4 separate regions of the Mus musculus genome follow, and all the other regions are linked to region 3. The links are chromatin contacts, called in public Hi-C, Micro-C and promoter capture Hi-C maps. All regions are on one chromosome and are shown on one strand. Each heading gives the region's core, a stretch centred on a gene start, on an enhancer-like site or on the middle of the called end of the contact. The rest is flanking DNA. Distances are from core to core; before and after follow the strand shown.

Evidence for each region. Hi-C and Micro-C count contacts between places; a contact is called where the count stands out from the background. Capture Hi-C pulls out chosen DNA fragments and counts their contacts.
Region 1: a contact with region 3 is called in a Hi-C map of embryonic fibroblasts, with 1.9 times the contacts expected there. The contact joins the enhancer-like site here to the promoter of Olfml2b in region 3. A contact is called at or near these places in 19 of 39 promoter capture datasets (the 3T3-L1 cell line, the C10 cell line, the HPC-7 cell line and 12 more), 13 of 484 Hi-C or Micro-C datasets (the C2C12 cell line, the HPC-7 cell line, bone marrow-derived dendritic cells and 10 more), 5 of 115 datasets of contacts at active chromatin or transcription factors (the 230-238 cell line, bone marrow-derived macrophages, cardiomyocytes and 2 more) and 5 of 9 other capture datasets (adipose tissue, embryonic stem cells, liver and 2 more).
Region 2: a promoter capture Hi-C map of adipose tissue shows a contact between it and region 3. The contact joins the promoter of Dusp12 here to the promoter of Olfml2b in region 3. A contact is called at or near these places in 13 of 39 promoter capture datasets (the C10 cell line, the HPC-7 cell line, HPC-7-derived erythroid cells and 9 more), 1 of 15 datasets of contacts at CTCF or cohesin (the NIH/3T3 cell line), 6 of 484 Hi-C or Micro-C datasets (the Ba/F3 cell line, the N1E-115 cell line, bone marrow-derived macrophages and 3 more), 3 of 115 datasets of contacts at active chromatin or transcription factors (embryonic midbrain, extraembryonic endoderm stem cells and trophoblast stem cells) and 4 of 9 other capture datasets (adipose tissue, embryonic stem cells, liver and 1 more).
Region 4: a contact with region 3 is called in a Micro-C map of the HL-1 cell line, with 4 times the contacts expected there. The contact joins the enhancer-like site here to the promoter of Olfml2b in region 3. A contact is called at or near these places in 15 of 39 promoter capture datasets (the C10 cell line, the HPC-7 cell line, HPC-7-derived erythroid cells and 12 more), 5 of 15 datasets of contacts at CTCF or cohesin (the NIH/3T3 cell line, large pre-B cells, pro-B cells and 1 more), 118 of 484 Hi-C or Micro-C datasets (the 63-12 cell line, the AML12 cell line, B cells and 76 more), 16 of 115 datasets of contacts at active chromatin or transcription factors (the 230-238 cell line, the HPC-7 cell line, PVALB interneurons and 12 more) and 5 of 9 other capture datasets (adipose tissue, embryonic stem cells, liver and 2 more).

The regions. Positions count from the first base shown.
Region 1 is chr1:170,789,770-170,793,249 of GRCm38.p6, reverse strand. All of the region lies in intron 12 of Atf6 (activating transcription factor 6), which reads left to right. Among named protein-coding and RNA genes, the nearest start is that of Gm23523, 40 kb to the right of the region's middle. Within about 2 kb of position 1,504, at least 28 of the 459 cell types and tissues checked have an H3K27ac peak or open chromatin away from gene starts, as enhancers often do. A contact at or near this core is called in the C2C12 cell line and embryonic fibroblasts, where this site is marked.
Region 2 is chr1:170,884,199-170,887,883 of GRCm38.p6, reverse strand. Dusp12 (dual specificity phosphatase 12) reads left to right here and starts at 2,344. Exons shown (of 6, transcript NM_023173.2): 1 at 2,344-2,817. The coding sequence starts at 2,477.
Region 3 is chr1:170,643,192-170,646,635 of GRCm38.p6, reverse strand. It overlaps Olfml2b (olfactomedin-like 2B), which reads right to left and starts at 2,104. Exons shown (of 8, transcript NM_177068.4): 1 at 1,541-2,104. The coding sequence starts at 1,714.
Region 4 is chr1:170,827,996-170,831,343 of GRCm38.p6, reverse strand. The region is part of intron 7 of Atf6 (activating transcription factor 6); the gene reads left to right. Among named protein-coding and RNA genes, the nearest start is that of Gm25235, 3.2 kb to the left of the region's middle. Within about 2 kb of position 1,778, at least 18 of the 459 cell types and tissues checked have an H3K27ac peak or open chromatin away from gene starts, as enhancers often do. A contact at or near this core is called in the HL-1 cell line, the NIH/3T3 cell line, the SN4741 cell line and 4 more, where this site is marked.

The sequences.
Region 1 (3,480 bases), core at 255-2,754, 150 kb before region 3:
TACACAAAGCAGACTGATGGGGAGTGGGAGTGGGTGTAGGCAGGTCAGGTAAACTGCATTCCAGTGGTCTAGATGGGAGGAGATCTTTGGGTCTATTCTTCTGTGTTAGATATGAAGGGGTAGGAAGGAATGGAGACCTAAATATATTTGAAAGTAAAACTGTTAAGGAATTGCTGCTATAAAATAAAAAGGAATTGGTGATAATTTCTGTGTCTTAGGTGCTGGATTAATACTGATGCCATTTATAGAGACAGAAACTGGGGGAGGAGTTAGAGACAGGAGTTAAGAGCTTTAGATACAGATTTTAGACAGTCAGTTGAAGAAGTCCAGAAGACAGCCACATATCCAAGTCTGGACCGTAGGAGAGAAGTTGAGGCTAAATATTTAATTTGGGGTGCTACTTCCCAATGTGAAACTGAAGAGGAGAGAGAGTGTGATAAACTAGTGCAAGGCATTGCACATGTGTGGGCTACAAAGACCTCCCTTGGTGTCTGGACAGCAAGATGGAGGACAAGAAAGGGCAGTGTGGCTCCCATCCAAGCCGACAGGCTATGGGACAGTGAAGACAGTTACTATTAAATCTCACCATTCGAACCCCCCGGAGACCCTGGAGCCTCTTTTACTGTGTCTGTGATGACAGAAGCCCAGGGAAGGGAACGTGGGATGGTAACAGAAAAGTGGCAGTAATTGCTGCAGAGAATTCTCCAGGGATGGGGATAGAGAATAAGAGTCAAGAAGAAGGTTTGGTTTTAGGATGGAAAAAAATTTCATCTGCTTTCCCTGCTTGCCATAGGTGCTAATAGAAACATCTTGCTGAGCATGGTGGTACTCACATGGTGGCACTTGGCTTATATCCTAGCTCTTGAAGGGCAGGAGAAAGAGGCAGGCAGTATTCATGAGTTTGAGGCCAGCCTAGTCTACACAAGTTCTAAGCCAGCCAGGGCAACGTAGTGAGACCCTGTCATAAAAAGAAAGAAAGGGAAGCCGGGTTGAAGGAAGGATGTGACAGTAATTTGCATCTGAATTTTAGGCCATCTTGGGCTACATAGTGAATTCCCAGCCAGTTTGGGTTGGAGAACTAGAGTGGAACTCTGCCTCAGGTTGGGGTAAGAGGTGGGGAAAGGGAGAGAGAAAGAGGGAGAGGGAGAGGGAGAGAGAGAATGAATGAGAATGACTGTGTTTGGGTGAGCAAGCTTAACTGTCTATTTGGAAACAGTACATAATATGTTTAGAAGCATAGTTGAGCTCATGTTGAGCCTTCTGAGGGTCTGTGACTGTGATTGCCCAGAATGGGCTTTTCTAGCCTGTTGCCTTCGGTGGCAGCTTTTTGGTTGTTAGTACTCCTTGAGGCTATAGTCAGTCACAGCCAGGGCTGTAAGGACCTGACCGACCCAAAGGTCGTCCTGCCATTATGCATGTATATCAGCTCCCTGCTCAGCCAGAGGGAAAGGAGACACTGCTTCCTATTTGGAGCAAGTTTATCTCACTGGCAGAGTCTAAATGATCCTAACCCCAGTGACAGAAGGTTCGAGTCACGTGGTTTTCAGCTTCCATTCTTTGCCGTATAGAGGAAGAGCATGGGAGTCAGAAATAGGTCACTGTCAGTAGATTATCTCACTAAGCTAATTTATGAAAATCAGATGATAATTCTTGGCCTAAATGGAGGGTTTTGTCTTGTCTTTATAATCTGTCACACTATTCTTTCCTGTTTTTCATAACTGTGAAAGGGTTTTTCTCTAATCCTGAAAGAATTCTAATGTAAGGGAAGTAATGCTGTCCTAATTTTAGCCCATTATTTATAGATTTGTAGTTTAGACTACAGCCCCTTTCTCTGCTATTTTGGGTACCTTTCTCTGTATTGGACACTTAGATAATAGTTCAGAAGTCTAGGAATCTTATCTATTACCGAAAAAGGAACGACATGGAAGAATCTGTATTTGTCTAAGTAAAGGAGGTTCTGGGCTAGCTAGGAGAGCAGTCATCTGATGTTATGTGATGTTAGTCATGTGATGTTAGCTGTAAAGCATGCAAGAATTCCTGTGGTCTCTGTCTTTGTGTTGGAAGCCTGCACCTGCTCTGCAGCTCCCCCACCCCCATTTCAACATTCTTCCCTCGTGAGTATTTATTTTAGATATAAAAAAAATGTCAGTCTTATAAAGTATTCTGTAAGCTTGGTAAACTGACATTTCTTTGAAATTTCTATTGCTTTATTAGAGTATCATGTCTTTGATTTGACTTGTTCCCTTTTATAGTCTTACCCTTTTTAGACTGGAGCTATTAGGAAAGATCAAGGGTGAGTGAAAAATGCCTTCTAAGATTAAGGCAAAGCAAAGGCACTGTAGGTAGACCACACTTGAAAGGACTGGTTTCAGGAGGCTGAACAATAAGAAATTCTAGATAGGCATGGCAGTGTCCTTCTCCAGGTCTCATGTTCAGGAGGCCAAAATAGGAGAATCATTTGCTTGAGACCATCCTGGGCCATATGACAAGACCCTCTTTTTTTTTTTTTTTAAGATTTATTTATTATTATACATAAGTACACTGTAGCTGACTTCAGATGCACCAGAAGAAGGCGTCAGATATCATTATGGGTGGTTGTGAGCCACCATGTGGTTGCTGGGATTTGAGCTCAGGACCTTCAGAAGAGCAGTCAGTGCTCTTACCTGCTGAGCCATCTCACCAGCCCAAGACCCTCTTATAAAGGGGAAAAATTCCAAAGCTTCTTAGACTAAGAAAACGATGCCAGATACAAGCCAATATTAGCAGGGAGGAAAAACAGCAGCATAGATAAATATCCCAGTAAAACTAACAGACTATAAAAAATAAAGTCACATACACAGAGAGAGAGAGAGAGAGAGAGAGAGAGAGAGAGAGAGAGAGAGAGAGAGAGAGAGAGAGAGAGAGAATCCCAGCAACTTTTATTTTTGCATTTTTAAAGCAGGAATAGAATCAGCTATGAAGTTATAACTTATAAGAATGCAAAGGGAGGGTCAGGTAGAATTATATAAATAAGTTGTTTGTTTATTTGAGATGGCTCTTACTAGGTAGCCCTGGCTGGCCTGGAACTTACTATTTAGATCATGCTGGCCTTGAGCTCAACAGAGATCTATCTGCCTCTGCCTTTTGAATGCTGGACTTGAAGCTAAGTCTTCTTACTGTGCAAATATTATTCCGAGGTAGGCTGAGATGATGTGACATGGAAGTAATGGACCTTGTATACATTATTTTTCCCTATACATATATAGCTAAGATAAAGGGTAATTTGTAAGTTAAGCACAGTAAGAGACAAACAACAGAATTCATAACATTTACAACAATATACTATAATAAAACCTCCAGTATCATTACTCTTGGGCTTTTTTTGTTTTATTTTGTTTTTTTTTCGAGACAGGGTTTCTCTGTGTAGTCCTGGCTGTCCTGGAACTCACTCTGTAGACCAGGCTGGCCTCAAACTCAGAAATCCACCTGCCTCTGCCTCCC
Region 2 (3,685 bases), core at 1,095-3,594, 240 kb before region 3:
ACCCCCAACCCATCATAACTACTCTTCTATTTCCCTTTCCTAGGGAGAGCTGTCTTTCCTCTCTTGTCCCCTACTCTACACTAAAGCTCAGTTGATTCTGTGGATTGTAGCTTGGTTATTGTTGGCATCAGGACCTCCAAACCTATGACATCACATAGGTGACAGGGTGACCTGCAGACATGTTGCCAAGACAACAGGCACCATATTCCCAGAATCTACTTGGCTCATCTCCCACTTTTACCTGTGTTTCATCGTTTTCCATATAAATAAAGGGAACACCTCTCTCTCTCTCTCTCTCTCTCTCTCTCTCTCTCTCTCTCTCTCTCTCTCTCTCTCTCTCTCTCTCCCTCTCTCTCCCTCTCTCTCCCCCCCCCACTCTGTCAGGAGCCATAATAGGAAGCAGATGATCATCCTGAAGTGGCCTGCTTTGGATTATTATATAATCTGCAACAGGTGAGCCCTCATTAAGCAAGGCTGTGAGGGACTAATTTTAGGAAAGATTCCTGCTATTAATATGCTTTTCCTGTTAATATGCTTTTTCTGTTACTATTAAATATATATAACAATCACTAAGTAGTAGCACACCCTTTTGGAGCAGATCTCTGCAGATCCATGAAGATCTTGTCGTGTTGCTATATAGACAAATAGATAACTTAAGTCTTCATGATGATCCTATAGGAATTCCTAAAATTATATCTGATTATTAAGCTCTTTTATAACAGGACTGCTGTTAGGTCCTTTTCTGATAGTCAAAGCTGCAATGAGAAATCTGTCATTCTCCCAAGTATCACCAGTTAATTGCTCTTAGATGGTAACCAGACCTTCTCCTACTCAGAGCACATTCCAAGAGGTTGTAAAACAATTAACCAAAGGTCATTAAAAGGCAACTAACAATTTATTGTAGGTGCTAGGACAGAAGATAAAATACCAACTGGGCTTATCTATACAAACCTTCACTTTATAACTTATGGATTTAAACCTTCAGTGAACCTGTGGAGCTGAGACAGGTGATCGATGTTTAGCTAGATAATCACTCCTAATGGATATGCATGTAAACATTCTCTGCTGTAAACTTCTATTTCAATTTATGATTTGATTTTTTGTGTGAACTTGTGATGAACTTGTAACATGTGATCATGTATTCTGGAAGACGTATAAGTACCAAGGACAAAGAGACACGAAAGAATCATAGAGAACTAAGATCAATGGAGAGCTAAGATCAATAGAGGAGACTTTTTTGCCTTTCCCCACTTAGACTAGATTCTTTTCCCTTTCCCCACTTAGAGAATTTTTCCCTTTACCCACTCAGGATCTTTCTGCTTTTCCCCTTAGATAGCTTTCATAGGAAACTTTTTACAACTTGGTAATAAACTCTATAATTATTTATCTAAGTGTCTTCTCTTCCTGAGACCGGACTAGCAGGCTGAAAGTTAGAGCCCAGCAGTTCCTGCTGAGATAGACATATCTATCTATCTCTCTTGTGGCTTGAAGAAGAGGTGCTAGTTGCCAGAAACTGTAGTTTCTGGCCTCAGAGGATCACAGAAGGCAGATCAGCTACAACAGCACGGTAACTTAGGCTTAGATAAGTAAACGCTTTATTATACAGCATCCCTAAATATCTCAACAAAGTCCTACCCTCCGCCTAAGCTCTTCCCTCTCTACCCCAAAAGCCTCAAGAAGAACATCCCACTCCAGAGCTGCCCCCATCTCTCCCTCTCCCTCCCTCCCTCACTTCTCTTTCTGCCGCCACCTCCCTCCCATCCCCCAATAAAATTCTTACACGTGGAACTGTTTGGGCCCAGTGTACTGTGTTCAGACTCGAGCCTCTATTTTAACACATCAGTTATCACAGCTAATATCCACATATAAGCTTATACATACCAGATTTGTCTTTCAGGGTCTGGGTTACCTCACTCAGAATGATTTTTTTTTCCCGAGTTTCATCCATTTATCTGCAAATTTTATTTTTTTTTTTTAAAATGGCTGAGTAATACCTTATTGTGTGAATGTACCACATTTTCTTTATTCAGTCTTCTGTTGTACATCTAGGTTGTTTCCAATTTCTGGCTATTATGAGGCATCAATAGGCAACATGGTTGGGCAAATGTCTCAAATGGTAGGAAGAGTGGCTTTGCTGGATCTTGAGATAGATTCCCATTTTCCTGAGGAACCTCCAAGCTGATTTCCATAGTGACTGTACAAGTTTGTGGTCCTACCAGCAACGGATGAATGGAGACTTTATTTTTCTGCCTTGGACTTTAGAAGGTTGGGTGGAAAAGCTGCTCTAAATGGAGCTTATTTAAGCACACAGCCCGAGCACGGCTCACATCACCTTCCCCAGAAGCAGTCATTTTCCCTATTGCCATGGTCCTCCCACGGCGCTGCTGAGCGGCTGGAGCTATTCCGACACAGGAGTCAGTCACTCTAGCCGGTGACTTGGTGGCGGGCAGCGGCTGCCTGGCTTCCTGGCTCTGCCATGTTGGAAGCGCAGGGTTCTAACCATGGCTGCGAGCGCCAGGCTCCGACTGCCAGTCCCGCCAGCTCGGCAGGGCACGCCGTGGAAGTGCGGCCCGGGCTGTATCTGGGTGGGGCAGCGGCAGTGGCGGAACCGGGCCATCTGAGGGAGGCGGGCATCACCGCCGTGCTGACGGTGGACTCTGAACCGGCTTTCCCGGCTGGGGCTGGGTTCGAAGGTCTCCGGAGCCTCTTCGTGCCGGCGCTGGACAAACCCGAGACCGACCTGCTCAGCCACCTGGATCGCTGCGTGGCCTTCATCGGCCAGGCTCGCTCCGAAGGCCGCGCGGTGTTGGTGCACTGGTGAGTGCCACGTGCAGGGGGGCGGTGCCTTGCACCGGGTCTCGCCTCTCTGCAGAGGCGCCCAAAAGTGGAGGTTCCAGGCTGTCAGAGCCAAGACCCTCGTTCCTCATCTTCCCTTGGGGTGTGTGGTTCCAATGAGGGTTCCAAAACCCGCCCTTGGTTAGTGTTTTGTTTGATTTCATCTTGCAGCAACTGTCTGTCTGTCTGTGCATCCATCTATCCGTCCATTCGTCCATCGTTCTATCTGCTTGTCTATATTTTGGGGGTTAGGTTAAAGTTTATCAGATTTGTAAGAGAAGTCAGACACTCAAGCCGGCGAATGTAATACAGGTCAGATGTATTGGGGTGAAAATACGTGATACTTCCTCGCCCTAAAGGCCACTGTGATTAACAAGGGAAAAACATGTGACTTTTTGTTTTTTGAGACTGGGTCTTACTGTATAGATCTGGCAGGCCTGGAACTCGCTATGTAGAGCAGGCTGGCTTCAAAAAGCACAGATGTCCACCTGCTTCTGTCCAGAGGGCTGCACACCTTGAGTGTGAAACCATGCTGGAGGATTTTTAATCAAAGTTATACGTGACGGGCAAGTTTAGAGAAACATTCACGGACCAAAGGAAAACTGTACTGACTGGTTTTGTGAGTCAACTTGATACAGGCTGGAGTTATCACAGAGAAAGGAGCTTCAGTTGGGGAAGTGCCTCCATGAGATCCAGCTGTGGGGCATTTTCTCAATTAGTGATCAAGGTCCCACCCACCTGGGCTGGTAGTCTTGGGTTCTATAAGAAAGCAAGCCAGGGAAAGCAAGCCAGTAAGGAACATCCCTCCATGGCCTCTGCATCAGCTCCTGCTTCCTGACCTGCTTGGGTT
Region 3 (3,444 bases), core at 855-3,354:
CTGCGGGAAGAAGGCATGTAATGTTTTCCTTGAGACGGTTGGGTTTCTGCTAAAGCTAATGTTTGCTTTAGGATTGTTGTGAAATATAGACTCCACCAGTGGAAGCAGGAGGTGTAGGTAGCTTGGGGTGACGTAAGCAGCCAGTCTCCCCACGTTGATAGTAAATCGTTCCCGTCTCCTTTCTGAAACTGCCTAGATTCCTACGCAGTCCTCCTTAGAGAACCCTGGATGGGTGGGTTCCTTCCCTTCAGGGGGCTCCGGTTTCAGGCAAGCTTTTGTTTATGGTTTTCCAGAGTCCCAGTGGGAGGGATTTGAAGTCTTTTCGATTTAAGGGTCAGTATGAGGTTATGGGTGGGCATAGGGCATATGTTAGCATAATTATTAAAAGAAGAAACCAGCGTTTGATCAACCCCAAAGTAGGGCTGACAGCTCTCTCTACGGAGAGAGAAGACCCAGACTGAGGGCCTGGAGGAGGTACAGGCAACGCACTCAGCATCCTTCCTCGGACAGTATCCATCCCAAGGACCAAGGAGACGCCCACTGTACACCAGCATGCCAGCTTTGGAAAGCAGGAGTGCCACATAAGTGTGAGAAGCGTCCCTTACAGTCCTGAGAAGCAGGCTGGAGCATGCTGGAAGCCAGGCTCTCCCTCTTTCCCTTTTAGCTTCTGCTCTTCATCTCTGAGAGGGCTGGTAATCAGGGTGTTCTGAGGACTGAGTTAGTTCATAAACGGACACACTACAGCACGAATCACCATCCTGGGTCGCTTGGCCCCCTCTGGGAATCAGCCACAACTGTGTGGCTCGGCACTGACACTCCACTCCAGGTACACCAGGTCTTAACATAAATCCCTCTGTTTTGGAGTCCCCCTCATAAGCATCACACATGTAGCACATCACACACTCTGTCTTCACCAAGTGCTTCTGTCCGAGTGTCTCCTCTGAAGCCATAAACCACCTCCCATGGCTTATACCTATCCCATCTGCCTCCTTTCCAACTTGTCCTCCTGTTTACACATTCCAATTCTGACAGGCAGTCTCATAGGCAAGAGGGACTTTTCACAACCATTACATCACACACACACACACACACACACACACACACACACACACACACACACACACACACACACACCCCTTTCTTCTCAGTGGTATTTTCCTTTCCTCTCCTTTCTCCTGACTTGGTAAGCCTGAAACACTCCACAGTTGTGACCCATGCCCTTACTTTTTAACACAGTACTTTAACACAACCCAACAAAACTAAAGTCAGGGCTGTAGAATCTCCACTCTTAGTGCAGGTAAGAGGGACCAGAAGTTCAAGACTAGCCTCAGCTATAAAGTGAGCTGGAAGCCAGCCTGGTCTACGAGAAAGCCTGTCCAACACCAAACGAGCAATATAGTGTGATAAACTAAAAGTGAACATCCACTTCACTAAAAATACAGAGAAAAACAGCTGCTCATAAATCTTTCATCCAGGACCAGCCTCAGGTCCTTGAGGTCCCCCAAGGCAAGAGGGGTGGGCACGCGATTCCTCATCCTACCTGAGATAAAACGTTCTCCTGGTTGTCCGCCTCGTTTTGCAGAATGTCATCTTCCGTGGGCTCCACTGTTTGCACATCAGGGGGCTCGCTTGTCCCTGTGGGAGGTGTAGTGGACCCCCAGACCTGTGCCACCACCAGAGCAAAGCAGAGAACCAATGGCAGGGGATAGGCCATGAGAGATGCGACAGTAGGGACTTTAGTCCCTACAGAGACCACCTTGGGTCGGAGGTCTCAGCAAAGACAGGCTGGAAGGCGGCTTCACTGGAGTCCGGAAGAGTAGATGTTCAGAGAACCGTCTAACGTCTAAAGCTGGGTGTGGCTGAGTGGAGCAGGACTGTGCTCCCCAGAGACCCTGAACATCTCCTCCCAGACCCCAGCAGCTTAGACTGTGCAGAGAGGACACAAGAAAGAGGTGACTGAGGGAGCAGAGGAGGGCGCCGGCTCGACGAGGGCAAGCCGCAGCAGCGTGAGCTCAGGTGGAAGGCTAGCGCCGGGAAACTCGGGACACCCGGAGACTGGGCGCAAGATGGACAGTGGCCACAGCGCAGGAGGCAAGGGAGGGCTGCTGGCCCAGGGCGCCGCGGGGCTGGCGCGGAGGGAGGGCGGAGCCTCTATTGTGCCGGGCAGAAAGATGCAGCCAGTGACGGCCCGGAGGAGGAGGACCGGGAAGCGCACAGACTTGGGCGCTGCGCCCGGGGACCCCGCCTCCTCTAGGGTTCAGCCACTGCGCTTAAGCGGGCGCCGGCTGGCGTGGGAAGGGCGCTGCTGGCCTTGCATCTGATTGTAAATGGTCATCCGAGAGGGACTCCGTGTGCCTTTTCTCGAGTTTTCTTCACGCCCGAGCTCCGGGGGAGCCCTGACTTGCTCCCTGGACTGCAACCGGGACAGCGGAGAAACACGACCTCTTCTCTTGAAGTGTTTTATTGTTGTTGGTTTTTGTTTTGTTTTGTTTTGTTTTCCGGAACTTGACTCCATCTGGAGTACGGGAAGCTTTGAACTTACGAACAATTGTAATCTTCATGTCTGCTACAACCCTAGAACCTGATAATACCCCCACCCAGAGGATGCATCTTGAACCTCTGACAGAATGTGGAGGGAGTTGGATACATTTTTAAAATATGGAGAGTGGCTACAGGTCTCTGCTGTCTCTGCTGTTCTGTTTGTCCTAGTGACTTCCCAGAATCAAACGCCTACCACAGGGAATGTCTCTTGCAGTCTCCGTGGTTTGGGACAAATGGACAGGCCTCTCTATCTGGCCAGATAATCTCTAAAGGGTATATACATGTAATGGTGCGGTCCTCTTTTGGGCTCTTTAATTAGTGACCCTGAATATGCCTACTATGAAGATTAACAATGTGTCACTTTTGGAAAGAGCATTAAGTCTTCTGGGACAATTGCCACTCTGAAATACTCAGCAGAGTCAGGTCGATTCTGAGGGGCTCTAGCAGAGCTGAGCATGGCAGGCATGGCTCTGGCAGGCCTTGCCTTCTCCTAGCCCATCTTCCTTGTTAAAAACCGTTCCATTACATTCCTAAAGCCAGCCACCAAGATCTAGTCCCCCTTTTGGCCGACTCCTGCCCCCTGAGGCTATTAAGGGCCCCTCCCTTTGGCTGCCCTAATTAATCTGTACAATCAAAAATAAACCCCTCATCTAAACAGGGGACTTCCCCTTTACCTTTATAAACTGTCATTTGCCTATGTGCCACATCTGCCTCCTCTCTATCCAGAGGCAGTGTTCCTTTCCCCTTCTCCTTCATTCTCTATCACCTGACTTGTATTCCCTGCCCTTTGTTCCTTGGGGGCAAATAAATCTCCTTTGGGCTGAGAACTTGGTCTTGGGATGTCTTGTGCTGGATGCATATCAATCCCTTCAAATGCAAAGACCTAAAAGATATTCTACCCCC
Region 4 (3,348 bases), core at 529-3,028, 190 kb before region 3:
CTGTGGCCTTTGCTTCTCCAACAATTCAAAGATCCCTTCAAATATCTTCTGAATAATTTTGAAATTAGGAGTTTGGCATTTTTTGTGTGTGTGATATTCCCGAATGAAACTAACAGTAGAAAACATTTGACATTACCTTAGAACTTTAAGTAGAATGATAGTATGGTGTAGTTGTTAAATATTAACATAGTCATATTTTTTTTTAACAATTATAATATCCCAAGTGTTTAGAATTCCAGAGGAACAAAAGATGGGAAAGGTTTCTAAAAACTGAGGGCTGGAAATGTGGTCCGTAGCACAGTGCTTGCTTGGCATGCACAGGCCCTAGGTTCAATCTTTAGTACCCGTCCCATCCCCAAGAGACCATGCCATAGAAGACTGTTTAAGGATTGTAGTGATTCAGTACATTAAAAGAGAAGACTGAAGGTAGACAAAGGAGCTATCTGTTAGGAAAGGTAGGGTGTCATGTGGACAACAGAATTCTTCTGGGTTATTCCAGTGGGTCATCTGGAACAGGTGCAGGTAAGTGATAGAAAGAGCTCTTCAAATCCTAAGCTTGTAGATACAGACATTATGTTTAGATACTGGAGGCCAGTTTTCTTTTTAGACTGTGATTAATAGGCAGCTGAATGCTGACAGTGATGGATTCCCTGAACCATTTGTAATCTCCAAACAAATTCAGTTAATTGCATGTTGGTCTGTTAGCCAGACATCTTTCATTGGTTGTTTGATGTGAAAGAACATATGTTCTGCTTTTGCAGTATTTAGAGGACTCTGGGAAGTTTTGAGTAACTTGCTGACAAAGTCTTAGTAAACACCTTAGTTAGGATGTTTGAGATGAGAGTGTATCTGTATTGATGAGTGTTATCTTTTATTGTTAGTAGTATTGGCTCTGATTCAGAAATTAGAGCTGACAGAATTATAAAAGGGATATTGATGTAGTCTGTGTTTAATATAAGAGACCAAAAGACTATTAGGATGATCTTCCAGTTAAACAGAATCGCAGTTTCTGAGCTGTTTTCATTTATAGCATAGCAGGGTATCTTAGTCACTGTTCTATTGCTGTGAAGAGGCACCATGACCAAAGCAACTCGTATAAGAGAAAACATTTAAGTGGAGTCTTGCTTACAGTTTCAGAGGTTTAGTCCATTATCATCATGGCAGGCAGCATGGTGGCATGCAGGCAGACATGGTGCTGAAGAAGTAGCTGAAAGCTATATCCTGAGAGAGAAGTGGGTCTAGAATGGGCTTCAGTGACACACTTTCTCTAATAAGGTCACACCTCTTAATCTTTCTCAAATAGTGCCACTCCCTGGTGACTAAGCATTCAAATATAGGAGTCTTTGAGAGGGGCATGGTAGAGGTGGGAAGGGGGAGGCCTTGTTATTCAAACCACCACATAGGAAATGAGTCAAGACTTTTCAATGTGAGTTTTTCATATTTCTTTGAGGTAGAAAAGCATTAGTCTGCTAATCTTCCCAAGGCACCCAAAGTAAAGCCTGCTCTAGAAGGAGCTGTAGAGAGGACTGAGCCACCGGAACAGCCTCTATGTTAGTAGCATGCATATGTTTTTTAAGTCTCCTTAAATGTGAGTTAGTGTAGTTAGTCTTGATTCAAAATGTATCCCTCAGTTTTTCATGTCGTGCCATTTTTGTGCTTTTAAACCATATGGTGGAAAAGTTGTAATTCAGAAAACTACTATCAGTCTTTCGTGGCTTTGTAATGTTGACATGGCTACTCATTCCCTACCTGTTTTGAATTCTTTTGTTTGGCAAGCCGCATTCTCTAGGGGCCAGCTACCGCCATACGTAGCGTTGCTAGCATACCATCTTCTGCAGACTACATTAAGTGCCACATTTTCTGTTATGAAACAGTTTGCCTGGCTCAGATTATAATTTCAGTCTTCCTGCCTTTGCTGGTAAATCTGTTATGTTTAACTCTTGGAAACCTTACCTACATTTTCAAGAAGTACAGTTTGGTTTTAGCTCTGATCCTGATGAAAAAAATAGACATTTTATTTTAGTATAGACATTCTCTATGTACTCTGTTAAATGAAATTCTGGAATTATAAAGTTGGCTTGGTAGAGAGCATGGGTATCTTTCTGTTGAAGGGCAGTTGAATGTTGCCAGGTGTGAGGTTAGGCTGGAGCATTCTGTTTAAGTCTGTTACATTGTTTCCATCTCTTCTCCTCTCAACAGTTCATGAGCCCTAATCACCTTAATTTAGGATTTTAAAATTATGAGATTTGAGTTACTGGGATAAAGGACCATGAAAAATGTGGTGAAATTATATTCTATATATTTTATAGTGGACCAACATAGCTGAGAGTTTTACTGAAATTCATTGCCTGGAACAATGGAAAGGAAAAGATCATGAATTAGTACAGAACTAGAAAGAACCTAAGAGGTGAGAGTGATTGACACTGTGTTGCTAGAGGCCCTAGCCGTTTCTCCCTGCCTACCCATTCACTCTATGGGACATCTATTAAACCCTTCTTCACTCTGCACACTTTCCAATCTTTTCTGATTGGAGACCTTGACACACAAACATGAACATTCATGGACACGTGTACACGTGTGTGCATGCACGCACACACACACACACCTTTCCAAGAGGGCTATCTTTTTTTGAACTCCTGTGTCAGGTCCACAGAGCTATCATGGAAAGAAGGTTACTAAGGTAGGGGAGAATTCCTTCCCACATGCCTGCGGGCATTAGGAATACTGAAAAGGGCATTCTCCAGTTCCAAATTGGATTTTGCATTTCTTTTCCTTTTCTCTTTAATTTTTTAAAAGAGCTATTTATTTATCCTATGTATATGAGTACATTGTAACTGTCTGTAGACTCACCTGAAGAGGGCATCAGATCCCATTACAGTTGGTTGCTGAGAATTGAACTCAGGACCTCTGGAAGAGCAGCCACTGCTCTAGCCAAGCTATCTCTCCAGCTTGTATTATGATTCCTTTTTTTCTAGAAATGGTATTAAAAAGTTCGAGATTTCGGGTGTTAGGTTGAAGTGCTGTGGATGTGCTCTTTTCATCCAATGGACAAATATGAACTTGGAAGTCTTCCATTTTTACAGCAAGGTGGAAGCAGCCCTTCTCCTTTACCAGAGGGACTCTGTAGCTCCTCTTTCAAAGTTTCTGTAGGGAGCATGACACCAAGAAATGACTGGTTAACTCCCGTCACAGATGGTTATAACTTTGCATTCTTAGCTTGTCCAGTAAGGAATAAAGCTCACTAGAGACCCCCCTTGAAGGATGTTTCTCAAGAACGATGTAATTCTACAGTCTATTTACAATGTAAAGTAACGGGCACTCTACTTGTGTTCTTTTTCAGAAACCAAA